Regions from separate parts of the Hordeum vulgare genome. Here region 1 is linked to region 2. The links are chromatin contacts, called in public Hi-C maps. All regions are on one chromosome and are shown on one strand. The core of a region is the stretch at or near the end of the contact, and the rest is flanking DNA. Distances in the headings are between cores, read along the strand shown.

The links. A called contact is a pair of places that touch in the nucleus more often than the background predicts.
Region 1: a Hi-C map of leaf shows a contact between it and region 2, with 9 times the contacts expected there. The contact joins the promoter of LOC123411629 here to the promoter of LOC123411063 in region 2. A contact is called at or near these places in 4 of 6 Hi-C or Micro-C datasets (leaf and seedling) and 1 of 1 datasets of contacts at active chromatin or transcription factors (embryo).

The regions. Positions count from the first base shown.
Region 1 is chr7H:463,623,365-463,626,895 of MorexV3_pseudomolecules_assembly, forward strand. LOC123411629 reads right to left here and starts at 1,642. Exons shown (of 5, transcript XM_045104595.1): 1 at 1,145-1,642; 2 at 971-1,027; 3 at 555-749. The coding sequence starts at 1,294.
Region 2 is chr7H:463,340,833-463,343,997 of MorexV3_pseudomolecules_assembly, forward strand. LOC123411063 (plastid division protein PDV1-like) reads right to left here and starts at 1,860. Exons shown (of 2, transcript XM_045103985.1): 1 at 1,413-1,860; 2 at 1-361. The coding sequence starts at 1,715.

The DNA.
Region 1 (3,531 bases), core at 392-2,891, 280 kb after region 2:
CAATTGGTCATCCAAAAGGTTCCTTATAAACTCAGATAGACATGCAACCCAATACAGCAGCACAGGGAAAAAATATGCACAGCGATAGCTATTTTCCTTCGGTCCACACATTGACTGGCATCACACAAACAGAGAAAAGCACATGTCTATAACAGTAAGAAAATCAATTCATGTGCAACAAATAATTTTGTTATCAGGCCGCCACCAGTTAATACTAGTGGAGCGATGCGATTCATTAACTTGAAAACCATGCCGAACATTTAATAGATCAAGTATGAACTCAAATCGATGAAGTAATTCACAATGTCTTCTTCATCGACTGTGAAGAATGTTTTATGACACAACTCCATACATGACTACTGTTTTACCATCTTATCTCTTAAGCTCTCAAACAGTATTTCAAGTAAGCAACTGAGCATAGAAACTGGTAATTTAACGTCTAGTGTATTGTGCATACTGTACTTCATTTTGCAGTACCAACCTAATATAATTTACATCTGAAATTCCTATTTGTCAAAACACAAGTTGGAATGCGAAAAACAAACCAGACAAACCTTCTGCGCTCTATCAAACCAGTATCCATTTACATAATTCTGATCATCCCTGTTGGGGCTTCCACCATCTTCCTCCTTCAGGTCAGAGTCCTCTGAGATCTCTGCCTGCTCATTGTACTCGAAATTGATGCCATCATCAGATGTTGACACGTCTTGCTCCTGCCTGAAGCATGAGATGTGAACCAGCCTCCATCCCTGAATGCACACAACAAGCACAAGAAACAAAAAAAAAATCAAATCAATGCAAGCAGCATGCCATTTTGACACTAACAAAGCAAACTGATGGGCATGGCATTCAGATTGGCCAGGTGGATAGCAGCAATGTTGCAGCTTAGGAACCTAACTTAATACTCGTACATCACACTAGCAAATAAACCACACATATCCAAGTTAATAACCAAGATTACTAAACTGACACACATGACTCGCAAAATCTGTAGCCGTTTGTCGCCAAATTCCACAAAGTCGAGCACCTGCGATACCCATACAAGGATTGGCTGTTGAAATTGTGGAAGACAACCACACGACCGGCTACGCAGAAACAAAATCAAACGGTTGAGCCCGAGAGCAGGGGGTCATTTCGGCCTTACCTTGGTGGGAGCAGCCCCGCGAGGCTTAAACCTGAGTGATGGCCTCTCGGCGGCGACGGTGGCGCCGACGGCGGCGGAGGGAGGTGGGAGCCTAACCCTACGGCAGGGGAGCCGCAGAGGGGGAGGGGCTAGGCAGGAGGTGGACGACATGCGTATTCGGTAACATGCAGAACCGATTTAGGGCGGGAGAGAGGAGGAAGGCACGAGGGATCAGGCAAGGAGGCGAACGGCACAGCGCGACTCCGGTGAGGACGAGGCGGGGGGCAGGACGCGGGCGCGCGCGCGTGCTGCCAGCAGGTCACGGCAACGGTGGGGGCCCGGGCGCACCGGCGGCCGGCGAGGGCGGCGATGGGGAAGGCGAGCGACCCTGCGCGCAAGAGACAACGGGGTAGAGCGAGCGGCGCCGAGGAACCTGAGAGACGCGAGTGCGCCGACGGGGAGCAAGCGCCGTCGAGAGGCGCGGGCTGCTGGGACCGGGAGGGTGTGCGGATTACGGTTTTCTCTGATTGGGTTATGGAACATACCTGACCAAACGGGCCGGCACGATACGACACGGCACGCCCGTTGTAAACGGGCCCGACATGGCATGGCCCGCACCGGTACGTTTACTTATCAGACCGTGCTGGGTCAGGTCGTGGGTTGCGCCTTCACCTTCAGACACGGCTCGATTATTAAACGGACCGGCATGTCGGCCCGATTAATACGTTGGACCGCATATTTTTAGCTTTATGCACTGATTTTTGTCCTATTACATCATATATTATGTATATATATTAAAAATCTAAAAATATAAAAAATAAGCGGGTCGTGTCGTGTTGGCCCGCATGCCCAGCCTTCAGGTCCATGCACGGCTCGAGGCATGCTACGTGTCTGGCACGGGTCCGTTTAAGTCGTGTCGTGCCTGCCCATGACGGGCCAGTCGACGGGCTCACGGGCCGGCCCGTTTGGCCAGCTATATATGAAACACATACACATTTTACATTCGCCTATGTATCAGTAGATGTCTTTACTATTAAAGGGGATCTTCCATCGTCGTGATAGTTCGACCTCGTACGATCCCCACCTCCTGCTGCTGCTGTCGCTAGCACTTTCACCCTTTTTTTCATCCCTTCATAAATCAGGCGATTAAATAAAAAAACAATCGGTTCACTAAAAAGGCCATCTACCTCCCTCTTACGATTCCAACTTACCCACGATAAAAACATTTCCCTTCCCATTTCCATCGCAAGAGAAGAAGAAAAGGAACCCCACGTAAAAGTGATATCACTCTCATTTGCGTTGTGGGATCAACTCCATGTCGGCTTTCACTGTGATCTTGTTGTCATTGGCAAATGCTAGTACACAGATGTTGCAGTTTCAACACCGAAAACCCCTCTCCCGTTACACTCGTAACTAAAGAGGATATTGGCGAAACCTTAGGAAAAAAGTCCCCTAGTCCTCTCGCGGCTAGGTTTTTCTAGTCCTCCGGTGGATCGCCGCCGTGAGTCTGCTGTTGCTGCCCTTGTGGTCGGCCTTCTCTCTGCCCTAGTCCTCCTCTCCTTGTCGGGGACCTCACGGGGTGTCTGTCTCGACGGAGAAGGAGTTCGTGAGGGTTTAGGGTTTAAGGCCAGCATAGATCCGATCATGGCGGGATCGCAGGAAAACATGGGAAGGCAAGATGGAGATTTTGGTCTGGCAAGCAAATTGCTGGAGAAATTAACGCTGCAAGAGGACGAGGCCGACGATCTGATCTGGGAGGAAGAATTGGATGCTGAGGACATAAAGCCGAAGTGGCTTGCCCTAGGGCGTTTGCTCACATCAAAAACTTACAGCCATAGTGCTTTGATTGCAGAGATGAGGGCGGCATGGAACCCAACGATGAAGGTGACTTGGAGGAGGATTGATGCAAATCTCTTTTCTGTTCAATTCAACTGCCTGGGAGACTGGAACAAGGCGATACACCAGGGTCCTTGGGACTTCAAAGGGTATGCGCTGATATTGGCTAAATACGATGGCTTTGTCAACCCGGAGAAAGTCAGATTGGACAAGATTGAGACGTGGGCTCAGATACATAAACTACCTGATAGCATGCTAAAGAGTGAAAAAGCCCTCGGGAATCTGGCTCAGCGGATTGGGGAGGTTCAGGAGGTCCAAGTCACACTGCCAAACGGCTTTGTGGGTGAATTTATCAGGGTTCGTGTTAAACTTGACGTGAATAAAAAGCTCACCCGGGTGGTTGGAATTACGAAGGGAGGAACAACGGAGAAATACTTGGTGAAATTTGAGAAACTACCGACTTTCTGCCATGCATGTGGCCTTATGGGACATTGGTATGAGGAGTGTGGAACGGGTGAGCATGATACAAGTATGTTTGAATGGGGGAACTTTATTCTGGCCCCGAGAAGAGG
Region 2 (3,165 bases), core at 610-3,109:
AGAATGTGAGCATACTTACTGCAAACACAGTAGCATTACCCAGCACACTACCCATCCTCTCGAATCTTAAAATGTTCTTGGCTAAAGCAAAACTGCAGGATACCACACGCACCACCATATTTGAACCATGTCCCCTGCGGTCCTCCTCATCTTCCCCTAATTGGCTGTGCATTCCATACACATCTTCCGGCGAGACAAAATGGCTCTTGTCACGCACATCACCCACGAAACCTAAGGCTTCCTCAATGATTCCATGCCCCTTTCCTCTATGTTCAGCCAACCTTGCAGCAAGGAGAATGCGACTTTGCTGCACCCTAGCAATCGCGGCATCTCGGTCGGCACGCTGTTGTAACTGAACATCCTGCAAGCCAACGTGACACAAATAAGCAACATATTGTTTTTCAATCAAGGGATATTTGGTGCCAGATGTCTAGCTACATCATCTGAATTATCAGTACATTTATGTTTGGCATAAATGATCATGGTGAAATGCCCCTTCAAACAAAATCATGTAGGAGTGCTTAATTTCACAGATGCCGAGAGAAGATAGCTTATCTTGACACATGTAATTGCTCCTGCATAAAGCAGCATTATGTGCTCAGCTCATTCAGCTAAGACTCGATCATGTACGGTAAGAAATTGTACATCGTATACCTTGGAATAAAATGAGGGACACTGCGACAATTTTAACAATTAAGAGTTCCTGTTGATACCTTATACAAGAGGACAACCAGGAAGAAGCTACATGGGTAACTACCATTAGCCAGAAGACAGTAAGCTACATGGCTAACAACCTGTAGCAATTGTGTGACTTGGTACCATTATCGGCTACAAGGGAACGAGAGGTCCCAATTCAACAGATAAGATTCTCCCGGTGTATGTTACACCTATGGAATGAAGACGCATGCCGACAGGAGTGAATCTGGCACTCAAATCACATGAGGACAAAATTGACGAAGAATACAAAGGCTCGTGATAACGAAACATAACAGAGACAAACAAACAAAGCTAGCATCCAGCTCACAAATATGTGGCTTAATACCGTTGTTTTCCACATGGACATACTGTCAAACAAGGAGCATCTGTGGACCAAAACACAGAACAGCACTAATGAATGACAAGGCCGGCCTAGTTTGCCTGAATGAGATGCGTGCTCAGAATTTAAACGACATGAACAATTGTTCATCTGAATCTGGATTTACGGATCAGCATGGTGGAGTCATCTCAAAAGAAAACAAACTTAAAGGAGATGATTAATTGCGCAGGGGGGCAAGCAAAGGCATGACAACAATCCACTGTATCATTTTTCTGAAGATGCTTCTCGCACGCGACATCAACGAGGCACGGATTTTTCAACTCAGAGGAACGCAAGGAGGAGGAGGAGGGGGAGGTGAGGGAGGGCTTGCACTCACACGAAGGAAGTGGAGGTGGCCCTCGAGGTCCTCGAGCGCGGCGCGGATGGCGTGCAGGCCCCGCGCGTCCGCCATGGCCGCCGCCGCCGCCGCCAGGTCGACGTGCCCTCCACCCTGCGGCGGCCGCTGCCCCTTGACGACTACGTGCCCGTTGGGGGCGCCCCGGCAGAGGCAGGCAGGAAGGCCGGCGCAGGCGGAGAGGGCGAGGATGGCGTGGCTGAGCTTGTCATGGAGGTCCCAGATGCGCTCCTGCAACGCCTCCGCCTCCGCTTCCGTCGCCGGCGTCTCCCAGTCCCATCTCATCTCATTCACGCGATTCGCTCGTCGCCGTTGGAGACAAGAGAGGGGTGGGGGGCTGAAGAAGGCAGGCACCCACGGCGCACGACGGGTGGAGCTTTTCTTCTCCTCCCCCTTCTTCTGTTGACAAAATACCCTTTTTCTTTTTCTTTTCTCTTTGCGTTCCTAATTGCTTTGTGTCATGTGGTGGTACCGATGATGTTGTGATGAGAGGGAGGAATCATTCACGAATTATGCATTTGCAAAATGTAATGCAAGCCATTTTTCTTGTACTTTTAGATCATGGAGGTAACTAGTGGTAAATTCGTTATTCAAAAGAAAAGACGAATCTCAAAATATACCACTTTCTCCGTTCCATATTAGTTGCCGTTGATTTAGTATAAAATTATTGTACTAAGAGCAACGGGCCGACCCAAACAGACAACGATTTCGTCCGCTTTTCGTCCGTTCGGGTCGGCGAGGCGGACACGAACGTCCGCTTCCGTAAATGGTTCGGCTCGTGAGCCCAACGCTGGTCGGACTCATTTTTTATCGGCGAGAAAAAAAACATAATGCATAATTAAACATTAAAATCCAATCACGAAGGTCGGCGATAGTCCACGCGTCGCGTCCGCATTACATTAAATAAAAATAAAAAAACCTAAAACTGCATCCATGCAGCCCTAGGCGTTGTCATCGTTGTCATCGGGGCCGGTGAGGTCGACCAGCGTTGGCGCAGGGCCGGCCCAGGGGAACGCCGAGTTCCAGAGTGCAGTTGCGTGCGCCTCCATCGTCTGCCCCGCTGACGCGGGTTGTGGTGGTGGCGGTGGCAGCGCAGCAGCACGAGCACGCTCCTCCTCCTCCGCCTCCCGTCGCTCCTCCTCCTCCTTCTTCTCCAGCTCCATGAGCCGCAGGCCTTCGACGCGCTCCGTCCGCAGGTGCACCGACCTCCAGTGCTCGAGGTAGGCCTGCTCCTGCAACAGGGTCGCGCCCAACCAGATGGGCGGCGCGCTGATGAACTCCTGGATGATGTCGGTACACTGGTAGACCTCCCACGGCAGCGCGGGCTCGGGCTCCGGCGAAGGTGGCACGACGCAGTCGTCGGCGGCCGACAATGCCATGGCCTCCGCGAGCTGCTGCTAGTACGCCTCCTCCTCTTCGGCCATGCGTCGCGCTTCTTCCTCGCTGTCGCGGAGGACACTAGCGAGCGCCGCCTGGTAGGCGGCCTCAACCTCCTGGTCCTCGGCGCTGACGACAGGCAGGGGCGGCGGAGGGCCTCCTGGCTGCACTTGGCGCACGCCACGGCGGCACTGCTCCTCATGCTCCACCGCGAACCACACCTCCCGGTTAGGACCTTTTCTTCTCCTCCCCCTTCTTCTGTTGACAAAATACCCTTTTCTTTTTCTTTTCTCATTGCGTTCCTAATTGCTTTGTGTCATGTGGTGGTACTGATGATGTTGTGATGAGAGGGAGGAAT